2 separate regions of the Mus musculus genome follow, and region 1 is linked to region 2. The links are chromatin contacts, called in public HiChIP or PLAC-seq maps. All regions are on one chromosome and are shown on one strand. The core of a region is the stretch at or near the end of the contact, and the rest is flanking DNA. Distances in the headings are between cores, read along the strand shown. Region 1 overlaps Gm31527 (a long non-coding RNA gene). Region 2 has its middle 24 kb from the start of Gm32126.

Region 1 (5,952 bases), core at 2,295-4,794, 140 kb before region 2:
TATCTACTTCAGTACGCTGGCAGTTGCTAGAACATTGATATGCATAGTGACTTAAAATATCCCATTAATTTCTGACTGTTGCCAGCAACCAGTGGCTTCTAGTTCTAAAGCTTATTCAGATTATGTGTCCTTTTCCCTTTCCCCTTTAACTCTTCCCAATTCTACAGCCTTTACGTCAGCTATCGATAAGTCTTTGAACCAACACTTACACTTATCGTATATATAACATTCAAATAGTTCTTGGAGAAATGATGGAAGGCTGAGTCCTACTGTGACTTACATGACCTTTCCAGAAAGCTACCAGTAGCTTTCAACGTGTCAAACAATCAAGAGCACAGTCATGCCCTTTGACCCAGTGCTCCACTTCTAGGAATCGATGCTCTAGATATAATGGAATTGGTAGGAAAGCCGACCTTTGAATGTGAGCATGTGAACATTAATGTTAGCATTGCATCAGATATGGAAACTTCAAACGGTCTACATGTTTGGTCATGGCTGAATTATTAGAGAGAGCATTAGGTAGGGGAACAGTTCAGTAAATTACAAAATACTAAGTTTGAAAGATTGAAGTTGAAATCTATACACGGGGCTGGGTGTGATGACCCATGCCTTTAATCTCAAAATTCAGGAAGCAGAGGTGCCTGTTGAATCCAGACAACCTAATCCATGTAGTAACCTCCAGACCAGCCAGGGTTATGTGTTTTGTCTCAAAACAAACAAACAAACAAACAAGCAGATGGTAATATGTAAAGTAATGAAGCTGGATACACACATCCATATATACCTCTTGTAAGTCCATATAATACACTTACAACTATATTTTAAAATATTTTTTTAGAAAATAGACTAAATATAAATAAGAGTACACAACTAACCAAATATGTATAGCAGTTGCTTTAGGGTAGTAGGATTATAAATTTTTCCCTCTATTCTTTGTCTTTGAAAATGTCTAATGTCCACCACCTATATCTCACTGACACACACATGGAAAGCCCCAAGCCATGCCTTTTCTCTGCAGACAATGAGATGCTTAACTCACAGTTTCAAATATTTCACTTACAGTGCCAGTCACTCACATCTGGGAGGCTCACAACAGAAGTGAGAACTGCCTGCTGTACAGTACTGGAGAGAGAGTTTCCTTCATTCTGAAAATACCAGCCTCCCCAGCAACAAGCTGCCTCCCTCTCTATGGGCACTGACAGCAAATAAATAAAGCAGATCTGCACATCTCTGATCTATTTCCCACCCCCTTGGTGGTGTGGGTATCTTGTCTGTTAGTGTTTCACGACATTTGCAAATGTCAAAGGGCTTCCTGGGTGCTGTGCTATGAAGTCACCCATTTGCTATCCTGGTAGCTAAATCTTCAAGACGCTCTTAGGACAGCAGGTCATTTATTTTGATTCTTGATAAATGTTTGGCTAGAAAATGCTGAAAAACTATAAACTATTTCGATGTTTATGTTTCAGCTTTCAATCAGAAAAACCACAGAACTGTTAAGAACTTTGGAGATGATGTCATTATCAGAATCACTGGCTTTCAAAGAAGTGGGGGGGGGGGAGGTTAGAGGTCAGTATCTAGTAGGTGAAAGCAAGGATCATGGTTTTACTAAGACTACCCTCTCTTAAACTACAAACATGATTTCTCACTTTTCATTCCTTCTATTTACACATGTACTTCCTTGCTCAAACTTGTATATTTTATTAACCTTTTGTGAGGTAGGCACTATGCTGAATGAATGAAACATGGGCTCCTGACCACAGGCGTTCACCATCAACTGAAGACGTAAAGATCCGGAAAGGTGCTGAGACATGCTTTAGGTTACACAAACGACAGTGCCTGTGCTAAAACTTGCCCCACATGTCCTGGTTGGGAGCCCAGTAAAACACCATGACTTCCCAGAAGCTGCTCTCTGAAACCTGCTCTCAGATTGGAGGGAGGCACCAGCTCACTCATGACGTCAGCCCTCTGAAGTGTTTGATCTAGTATTTATTGTGAAAACTGAGTATAGCCCAGTCACCTCCATGTACCATCCAGGAACGTATAACTCCCCATGTGGAGGGAGCCCTAAAGAGCCCATGTGAGAGCTCACAGCCTCAGCTCTCTCTATCATCATCATGAGTTTTCAAGCCATAGCAACACAACTTAGCTCTCACTTGCACTTTTAGCCTTCTTGGAAAGCCTATTATTCTGAGCTTCGTGTTCAGCATATCCGTGCATGTGCTAGGTTCTACCATAAACAAAGATCACCCAGTATCATGTGGTTCTAATGCCCACAACTTAAAGGAATACCCACAACCCGAACTCTAGAATCCAACATTAGTTACCAGAGAATCTGAGCATCACAATGTCAATTCACCTAAGGTCAAGATCGTCATAGCTCTATGGGCATTCCAGAACTTTGGGTCGTAAACTGTGCAACAAGACGGGTTTCTACAGCATTCCAGCCATCAAGATCCAGCCTGCCTCAGCTTGGACCCATCAGCCAGGAGCTATAACTATTTGTTTTCTGTGGCCAGGCAAAAACAAATTGGATATTAGAGTAGTCAACTTTCCACTCCTATAACAAATACCAATGCACTAACCCTTCAGTAGAAAATGTTTATTCTGGTCAGATTTTAGAAGTCTCAGTCTAGGTCATTGGCGCTCCTGTTTGGGCCCCATGGCAAGGCAGTTTATAATGATGGAAGAATGTGGTCCATTCATTGCAAGTATGCAAAACTTAAAGACAGAGGTCATGCCGCTGATAAACTAGGAGGCCCCTAGTACATCTATCTCTTAGAATGTCTCACTTCCTCCTAATACTTCTGGGGTGGAGGCCAGCCTTGAAAATTTGGGACCATTGGGGAGAGTGGTATTCAGGATTGAAACTGCACAGATATGATGGCACATACATATTGCCTAGACGAGATTTAACAATTAATCAAAAGTCCAGCAGCTTTCAATGTTTAAGCATCAAATTGTTGAGATTAACCTTGCTATGCTGTAAGTTCTGCGGACAAAAATCTCAGCAAGAGACTCAAAGCAAAATGGACAGAAAAAGATTGGTAGAGGCTGTAATTTAGGAAGGTGAATTAAGAATCAAGGACAAGATGCTTAAAGAATTCCGCCATTCGGGCTAACTTCTTTCCAATCTCATACACAGAATTGTCCACACCAGACTCCTGAGGATTCCCTAGAGAGCCATGCAGTTCCCTCCACTCTGCACTCCAGCCTCTATGCCTTGATCTCTGTCTTGAAGAATAAACTCAAGATCAGAGGTGGTTCAGTTCTGTTTTCTCAGTGGTATGTTTGACAGCCAATGCTCACTTAAAAGACGTTGACTAAGTTGAAGAAGGAAGAACCGAAAGAGAATTCAGTGTGAAGTCTGAGGACACCACATGACAGTTAGAAGCTCCACAGTTGACTAAGTTCTCGGGATCTCAGTTTCTTGTTCTCTAAGGTTGTCATTTCAATGAAGGGAGAACTTAATAGCATGTCAGGAGAATTAAGGGCACCAGAGGGGAAGGCGATCCAAACATCATCATTTAGAGTGGTTGGTGAATGACTAGCCAGACTGGAAAGCACCAAAGTCAGGGGAAGGCATTCCGTTATTTGGTAACACCTCCGGAGACTCATATTGTATCTAGAAAATCTGCGTTTCAAGTGCCCAGTCTTGACTTTGCAACCATCCTCAAATATGATGATTTCACTTCCTCAAATGATTTAAGCCTTTAAGTACTGGAAGATATACATTTCAGCTAAAGATAAACACTGATCCAAAGAAAAAATCTGAAAAGATCATCAGAAAGTCTTTTTGTTCTTGAAATGCAGAATTGGAAATGAACCATTTTCCTGTAGTGGGAACTGAAATCCAGTGTTAGATCCTTGTTTCTGGTACATTCTTCCCCTTTCTTCCTCTCTCTTTTACTTTAGCTCCTCCCTACACCTTTCCTACACCCAAACAGGAAAAAAAGCAATTATTCTGAGCTAACTTTACTCTTAGAAAAATGTACAGTAAAATTCCAATTGATTGGGCCTGTGTTCTAAGATCGGCAAGGCAGCTGCTTACAGCATTTTAAAGCAATTGAAGTGATGAGTGAGTTATCAAAATAATGAGGCAGGATAATTATCTACCAGAAAACCCTAAATGACAGGAAAAAAAAATCCTGGTCTAACTCCATCTCATGGTGGAGTTTTAATCTATCCTTTTTCTTTCTACAGCAAATACAGAGCCACCCCCAGGACATTACAGTAAATAAAAGAGGCACTCCATAAGAATCAAAGCATAGGTGTTGAGGGGAGAGAGGCAACAGCACATTTTGTGAGGTTACCGAGATGGCTAAAGATGAAGTGCCCGATGCTTGAGTGTGAAGACCTGAGTTGGGATAGCCAACAGCCATGTGAAAACCATGGCAAGGGTGGTGTGACTCAATAACCTAGTGTGCATGTGGGGACAGAGAAGGAAGGCAGGAGGAGTCAGGTCCATCCTCAGCCTGGCCAATTGGTGAGCACTGGGTTCAGTGAGAGATCCTGTCTTCAAACACAAGGTGAAGAGCATTCAAAGAGGACACCTGACTGTCGGCTTCTGGTTTCCATGTGCATGCAACGCACACTCCCACGTAGATGCACATGTACCTCCCCCAATAAACACTCATACAATGTTTAAAAGCCCATCTTGGTGGCCAGAGAGATGGCTCTGTTAGAGACACAAACATCAAGACCCAAATCAGAGACTCAGTACCCATATAAAAGCCGGGCCCTGTGGAATACTGGATGCATGGGTGAAGACAGGTCCTGAGCTCAATGGCCATCAAGCCTAGATGAATTGATGTACTCTGGGTTCAGTGAAAGATGCTGCCCCAAAAGACATGGAAGAGAACAGTTAAGGAAGATCAAGGACGATACTCAATGATCAATCTCTAGCTTTCCCCTGCATGTATATACGAATGCACACACAGCCAAATGCACATGTGCATATACAGCACAAAACTAAATAAATAAAATATAAATTTTAAAGCCTTCCCTCTGGATCTAGGGAACTTGGCAGTTCTTTTTTTAACATTTCCTGCAACAGGCTGTCTCCTCCTTCCTCTAGTCCTCTCTCTCAAAGGTTGACTCTAAACTCATCATATAGCCTAGATTGGCCTCGAAGATCTGACCTTCCTTCCTCTACATCTCAAGTTCTGAGATTAAAGTTCTGTGCTACTAGGTCAGGCCCACCCCATGCTTTGTATAGTCTCCAGTAAGTACAAACTGGAACAGAAGAATCAGGGTATTCCACAGGAATGAATGGGCCACACACCTGCAAAGGGATAAAGGTGGCAGGCATGAGGATATCATTTGAAGCCTGCCTGCCTGCCCCTGCCACTTTGGTCATCACCAAGCCCAGGATCAATAGACTATTTATTTTTAGATTCCTAGAAATAAAGAGGGAAGAATATTGTTGTATGTGGTCTAAAAACTGAAAATGGGTGAACCACCACAAAAATTAGGATCCTAGACAATCTCCACATTGTGCAAGGACAGTCATCTCCCACAATGGTTCACTATTTCCCCATCCTATCATCCCATTCCTGAAACCTTTCACCCAACCATAGTTGTAGGTGCCTGATTCCTGCCCCAGATGAATCCATATCTAAGTAGATCAAAGCAAAGGAACTCCTGTACAAGGTATGCCCTTATCAGCACTGTAACTGGGAGACTGGGACTGTCCAAGTTGTAAGATATGAGGAGGTCAGAACACAAAGAGTTTGGTCACCCACTTGGAAGTACTTTCTCAACAATGGTCAACAGGGATATCTGTTAAGTACACTTTTATATGAAATTATAAAGAGAAGGCTCCCTTGGGCCAGGCCAAAAGTGGGAGGGAACATGTTCAGGCCAAGAAAACAAGAGTGAAACGTTACAGAGTAAGTTCATGGTTGGTTCCAACGGTTGGAAGGGGCTGGCATGGCAGAGGAGAGCTAGGCAGAG
Region 2 (6,418 bases), core at 2,807-5,306:
ATTTAGAGCCCGTCTTTACCAATCACATAGATCCAAACCAAGTCCATCAACCTAAATGCCTTGCAGTGAGAAATGCAGACTTGGCGCATCATCTAGGCCCGTTCTGGCTCACGTATCACAGTGCGGAACAGCTAAGCAAGGTCCTGACCTCCAGTATCTTGATTCAGAGGCAAACTTTCTGTCCCTTCTTGCATTAGGCTGGGGAAAGTATTAGCAAAGGTTCTCCTCACGAGTCTCAGCTAATGTTGGTCACCATAAAAGAAACCCAGGCAAGGAGTCACAGGTCAGATCTCACTTCTGAGGAAAGCCAGGAGCCTCACTGGGGAAGGCAGCCCAAATGTGCCAAACGTGGGTAAGTAAAGATGGCCCCACTCTTCCGGTGGGTTTTCCTAGGTTTGTAAGAACATTGAGAACATTGGGGATAGTTTCCAAGAGCAGAGTCAAGACTGATTGTTTAATAGCTTAATTTTAGAACCCAGAGGACACTAAGACAAATAACATCCTTTTATTTTCCTTCATTAGCGGAGAAAAATCAACCACAAGTTTTCTACAAAGTCAGGTAAGGCACATGGTGGCCTTCAGGACACCTAATGTCTCTGACACCAGCTTCCCATCTCTACAACAATGATTAATAGCTAAAGGAGGGGCTTCTTAGAGAAAGAATTAAGGAAGTAGGTAAGTATAAAGTAGTGACCCACCTGACATGGTTACCAGGAACCAAATTCAGGTCCTTGGCAAGAGCAATAAGGACTACCAACAGCTGGGCCAGCCTTCTAGCCACTGTCTCCATTGTTGACTTAAAGAATGTTTAACTAAGTGATCGGTAAATGTTATGCTGCCAATCCCCCTGAGCCCCTCCACTAGCAGCCCCTTCTCTACTCCTTTGATCAAATGTACAAGGTAGTCAAAATGCGCGGGCTGTTCTAAGGGTAGGAGTTGAGTTTTAGGTAAATTCTGGTTTAAATGTATAGGAAAGAATTTCAAACTGGTGAAGTATCCACTTTCGGGGATGAGATATATAAAGCAAGAGCAGGCCTGTGTGGACAGTTCTCCACTCTTGGCAATCTTGTGGCCAAAAGATAATTTTCAGGCTTTTTTTTTTTTCAAATAAACTTGTTGCTCATCAGCATGTCATTTCTGGATTTTTGTTCCATGAGTGAAAACTGCCCTACTTTACTGCTTTCAAATGGGCAGCATTAAAAGTGCAACTGCTTTGTTACTGATGGCATAAGCTTTGTATATTTGAGGCTGTCTATTTTATTAATGTTCAAGTTCAAGGACAATCCAGGTGTCTAAAATCCAATGTTCACCTGCAAAGTATCCTTAGAAAATATTTTCACTTGTTTACCATCAGACCGTTTGCTAATTGTCACAGCATGTGGGTTGGAAGAGTTGAAGCTTGAAGACTCTTTGTGCACAAGCAGGGCTGGAGTGCGTAAGCGCGAGCGTGGGGCTGGAGGAATAGCTCCAGTGATTAAGAGCTTGTGTTGCTCTTACAATGGACCTAAGTTTGGCTCCCATTTCTCACGTTGAGTAACTCACAACCAACTACAACTCCAGATCCAGAAGATCTGAAGCCCTTTGCTTCCAAGGACACCTACGTACACACACACACACACACACACACACACACACACACACACACACACACAAGCACACATACTTGAAAATAAGCACTTTAAAATGAAGGTAACAATGAAAATGATGATAGCATTGGCTCACACTCAAGCAGAATCGCAAAGGTCACATAACTTTCCTTGCTGTCATTTTTACTAAGGCTTTGCCCCGTGAAGTAGGCATAGAAACAGCAGTTCATCTCCAAATGACAGATGAGAAAATAAAGAGCCCAGGAGTTTCAAAAACTCAACCAAAGCCATAACATCTCATTTCCTCAGCCTGAATACACTACAAAGAACTCTAGCAACTGGAGGTGCTAAACAAAAGAATCCATTCAGTTAATAATCCCAGCAATGTGGGAGCCCCATAGAGCCAGCAAGATCAGCTCCATACTAGCCTGCCAAAGGACTGAGCAAGTGGAGAGTAGAGTGCCTAGCCCCTTCAGTCTGTTTAGTTGGATGTGGGTCAGGAAGAAGGAAACCAGAGCCAGGGGGTTTGAAACTGAGGGCCGTAAGAAGGGGCTGCTGTGTGAGTTTCTGATTACTGCTACGAGGAAGTACCCAATGTGTGTGGTTTAAAAAGAACACAAATTATGTTCTTAAGGTTCTGGAAGCTGCTGAAGTCTTAGTCATATTGTCTGGGCTTAAGTCAAATCATTACCAGGAAGGACAGGAAGGACTTCTTCCAGAGGCTAGATGTGGGATTCTTTTCCTTGTCTCTTCAGCTTCTCTTTGTTTTGAACCTCTTTCTCAGTCTTTAAAGTCCATCACTCAAAGCTCTCTGCATTGTCATCAACCCCGACTCTTCCTTCGCCCCACCGTATAAACATCCAGGTGCTTATGTGGTCCCTTCAAGATGATCTAGGATGAGTTTCCACCTCTCAACTCTCGATTTAATCTTATCTGAACAGGGAGATAGCAGGCATTCACAGCCCTGGAGGTTAGGTCCTGAGCAACTCCGAGGCCATCATTTAGCCTATCACAGGTGACAAGGTGACAGGTGGATGGTGGCAGTTGTTTTGTACAGGCAAGTGCACTGCTGGTTGTGTGTTGCCTGTTGAAAGTCACTCTCCTCTGCCACCTGACATGCAAGACCAAAATAGAAGCCCTGTGTTCTGATTCAAAATTAAATGCTCTTTCAGGCACAGCACACATTGCCTCTCAGCACTGGCATTCACTCTTGCAGACAGCCCATTCTTGTATAGATAGTAATTAATATTTGCATAATGCTTTAGAGTTTACAGTGTCCCTTTTTATTTACATGAAATCATCAAACCCCTACAATAACCTTCTGAGATGGTTATTATTAACACAGTTTTACATATGAAGACACTAAAGCTCCGAGGAGTGAAATGGTTTGTCCGAGGTCACCCAGCTGGTAAGGGCGAGACCACAATGCAAAACTCGGAACTCACACTATGCTCAGTTCTAACTAATGAATCTGTACTTGGCTCACTTCACTAGATGTGTTAGTTACCTTTTGGCAAATACTCAAATGTTGACTTGGATCTCAGACATGTTTTGGGAGAAAATGAATTTATAAGTTTCTTAGTACTTTGTAGTATACAGAATGACTTGTGACACCTAACCATCATCTCTATGATCATCATCATCTCACCATTATCACTACCACCACCACCACCATCTGTTCTGGAGACCAAGAAAATTCAATAGGTGAAAACTCTACTTCTTTTTATAATATTGTGCCTGCTGTGTTGTAGTTCTTAGGAACAATGATGTTATAACATATCTCGGGGATCTATGGTTTATTGGTCACTGTTGACATAGCCAAACTCCTGTGCCCTCGCAGATAAACAAGGTGGCTCACTGTTTGGTGAAGCAGGAGTCCTTAGTCACATAACTTCATAGTGATGCTTGCTACCATTTTATTCCCTTGTAGAAACCTACCACTTGCTAGGTATATCAAGTCCAACTACTTGGATGAAGAGGGAGGAATTAAGGTGGACAAAATGAAGGACAGTGGGGACAGTAGGCTGGGGTCAAGTCGTGTGTGCCCTTTTTCAGGTGGAACTCCACTTCACCACCCCTCCTCCTCTTCAGCGCACCCCTTCCACCTTTTTTTTTTTTTTTTTTTTTTTTTAGAATAGCCACCAACATCTGTAATTTGCAACCTCAAAACAAAACTAGAGGTTCACTGGGAGGACTAGCCAAGCTGGCCTCCACATGTGGCGGAGCAGTCAGCCGGCCCCCACTTCATTTGAGTGAGACCGCCAAAAGCCTTCACGTGGCGCCTTGGCCACAGAAGTATAATTAGCAAGTGCTCCCTGCCCCTCACAATGGCCACCTTCACTGGGCCAGGCAAAGGTGACAGATGGCAGGCAGGTGCATTCAAATGGCCTTGGTTTGACCAAGGGAAATGAAGTACTAAAACCTAACTCAGTCCCACAATGAGTCAGAATGGGGGTGGGGAAGGCTCTCAAAGTCCTCTGGCCCCTGTTCTTAGGAGAGCCTGTTGCTTCTGGTTGTTGCCTTAGGACTCATGGTTCTAGAGCTCTATTCCTATGAGACAGCCACTAAATTGTTTTTGGCCCTTACTAACAATTCTTCTTGCTTTCAAACTCAGCTGTTTAAGTGTACAGGTTCCGGCCATCTAAAACTGTCCCTAGCCTCGATAACCCTTGCTTCTGCATATTCAGACCCCACCAGTACTTCATGTTCCAATTAAGCTCTTCTTAGAAGCCTTTCCCTAGCCCAGTGAGGTGGCACATGCTGGCAGTTCTTATCTTTGGAAGACCAAGGTGAGAGGATGGCTGTTAGCTAAGGACCAGGCTGGTCTATGGAGTGAGACCTTACCTAAAGCACAGCAACAAAAAGAAGCCCCTAGCTAAACTGAGCAATTCCTAGCTCCCTAGGCACCCTCTTACCCTTTCCCTCTCGGTTCTAATGTATAGCAATTTGAAAATGAAAATAGTTTCTCACCTAAATGTTGAGTGCCCTGCTAAGCACTTTCACACTTGTTGGTTTAATTTGCTGTGTCACTCCCTGACATTAGACCAAAAAAAAAAAAAAAAAAAAAAAAAAAAAAGCCCGGAAGACAGAGACAGTGATTCATTGCTCTGTCCCCTGCCAAAGCAGAAGTGTGTTCTCCATAAATTGTCCCTGGGTTAACAATTTCAGAAAACTATTTGAAAAAAAAAATCTTAGACTGGTAAAGAATTTAAAGTTAGCCAGGACTGGTCGTAGCCAGGAGTGGTCTCCCTTGGCTTCTACTCTGCTTCACTGGGCTCAGGATACCCTGCACATACTCCATACACCAGTGCAGCCCTTTCTGTGACTCCTCTATGGTCTCTGGGGACCTCCTCGTTGCCAAATCAAACTACCTTTTTGCAGTCTTCCTCATTCTCAGATCCGCAGTAGTATTTTCATTTTAAAAGAAAATTAACTGCTTCATCAATTCTTTTCAGTGATCTGGGGACCAAATCCAGGGACTTATTCTTGCTATGCAAGCACCCAACCACCTCAAACTCATAGCACTTTAAAAAAATCTCTCCTGGACCCCCACTGCCCATCTCCTGATGTGAGCACATCCCTATGAGATTCTTCAAAAATCCACTTTGAGTTTCTGTCTGTATCTCCTTCCTAAATACGCTTCGAAGCCTGGTGTGTCCCAAATCTCTGCCTCTGGCTCCTAGTTCCCTCCCATACAGTACCACCGCCTTCCCAAACACCAACTACAGCTCCAGGACAGTGCTTCCTGCTGGCATCTTAAAGCCTGCTCAAAGGGCAGTTCTCTTTTCTATTCCTTCCTCCCTGTTGCTGAATCTGGTCTTGGTAATTCCTGTCTGGCCTTGATTAGGGGCTTTGCATGGACTCCAGTGAGGAAGTTCAGAAGCACTCTTTCAAGACTGGATTGCCACATGCCGATCACCTGCTGGGAGTTTAACTCTGGAAGTTAATATTTCAGCCATGCTGTCCCTTCCTCCACCCATGGTGCCCTGGCTCAAGCCCTCATCTCCTCTAGCTGCAGCATCTAGTCTGTACATTCCTTTATGTAGCCCTTTAGAGAGTAAACATAATCAAGGCTCGCTCTTGCCTTGTAATTCCTCTTCAGATGCACTGCCTGCAAGACTGAGGTGAGATGCTCTGGCAGGGCACACACCCCTCCTGACATTCTGAGCTAATTTCATCTCTGTCCCTGCCACCTCAGGCTGTCACTTGGCGTGCTCTTAAACCAACATGCCATTTTCTTCCACAATTTGGGAGCAGGAAGGATTTGCACATGTCTCTACCTTTTCCTGGCAAGTGCTTCTACCTTGTCATTGCCAGCTCAGTTGTATTCAAGACCTCGGTGCCACTTCATGACTCTCAAGGGGTTGCCCCCTTGTTTTTCCAGCCAGCCAGAACTGTGTAGCCTGCCTCAGTCTCTCACGGCAATAGTTTGTACTTCTGTAACATCACACTTTACTATAATTTTTTCATATGTCCGTCACTCCATGTGCTTTATGATTCTGGGGGGTTCTTTCAGCTGCTTGTTGGGTCTTTCGGAGGGTAGTCATGGTAGGTCCCTTTTTGTGAGTGTTCCATAGCCTCCATAATAATGTCAGGTCTTGGGGCCTCCCTTTCAGCTGTCCAACTAATGGACAGTAGCTGCTGACCCCTGTGGTTGAATTAGGGGAAAACTGGAAGAAGCTGAGGATGAAAGTGACCCTGTAGGAGGACCAGCAGTATCAATTAATCTGGACCTCCAAGATCTCTCAGATACTGGAACACCAACCAGGCAGCATACGCCAGCTGATATGAGGTCTCGCAGCTGATATGAGGACTGCTGGGTCTGGGTTCAT

What was found. HiChIP or PLAC-seq counts read pairs in DNA pulled down with a chosen protein or histone mark.
Region 1: an H3K27ac HiChIP or PLAC-seq map of bone marrow-derived dendritic cells shows a contact between it and region 2, with 3 times the contacts expected there. The contact joins two enhancer-like sites. A contact is called at or near these places in 2 of 15 datasets of contacts at CTCF or cohesin (CD8 T cells and pro-B cells), 31 of 484 Hi-C or Micro-C datasets (the BV-2 cell line, CD4 T cells, CD8 T cells and 24 more), 7 of 115 datasets of contacts at active chromatin or transcription factors (the 230-238 cell line, CD4 T cells, CD8 T cells and 4 more) and 1 of 9 other capture datasets (bone marrow-derived macrophages).

Annotation. Positions count from the first base shown.
Region 1 is chr16:23,996,172-24,002,123 of GRCm38.p6, forward strand. It overlaps Gm31527 (a long non-coding RNA gene), which reads left to right. Exons shown (of 2, transcript XR_384770.3): 2 at 3,143-3,265. Among named protein-coding and RNA genes, the nearest start is that of Bcl6, 10 kb to the left of the region's middle. Within about 2 kb of position 3,545, at least 17 of the 459 cell types and tissues checked have an H3K27ac peak or open chromatin away from gene starts, as enhancers often do. A contact at or near this core is called in bone marrow-derived dendritic cells, where this site is marked.
Region 2 is chr16:24,132,050-24,138,467 of GRCm38.p6, forward strand. No RefSeq gene overlaps it. Among named protein-coding and RNA genes, the nearest start is that of Gm32126, 24 kb to the right of the region's middle. Within about 2 kb of position 4,057, at least 77 of the 459 cell types and tissues checked have an H3K27ac peak or open chromatin away from gene starts, as enhancers often do. A contact at or near this core is called in bone marrow-derived dendritic cells, where this site is marked.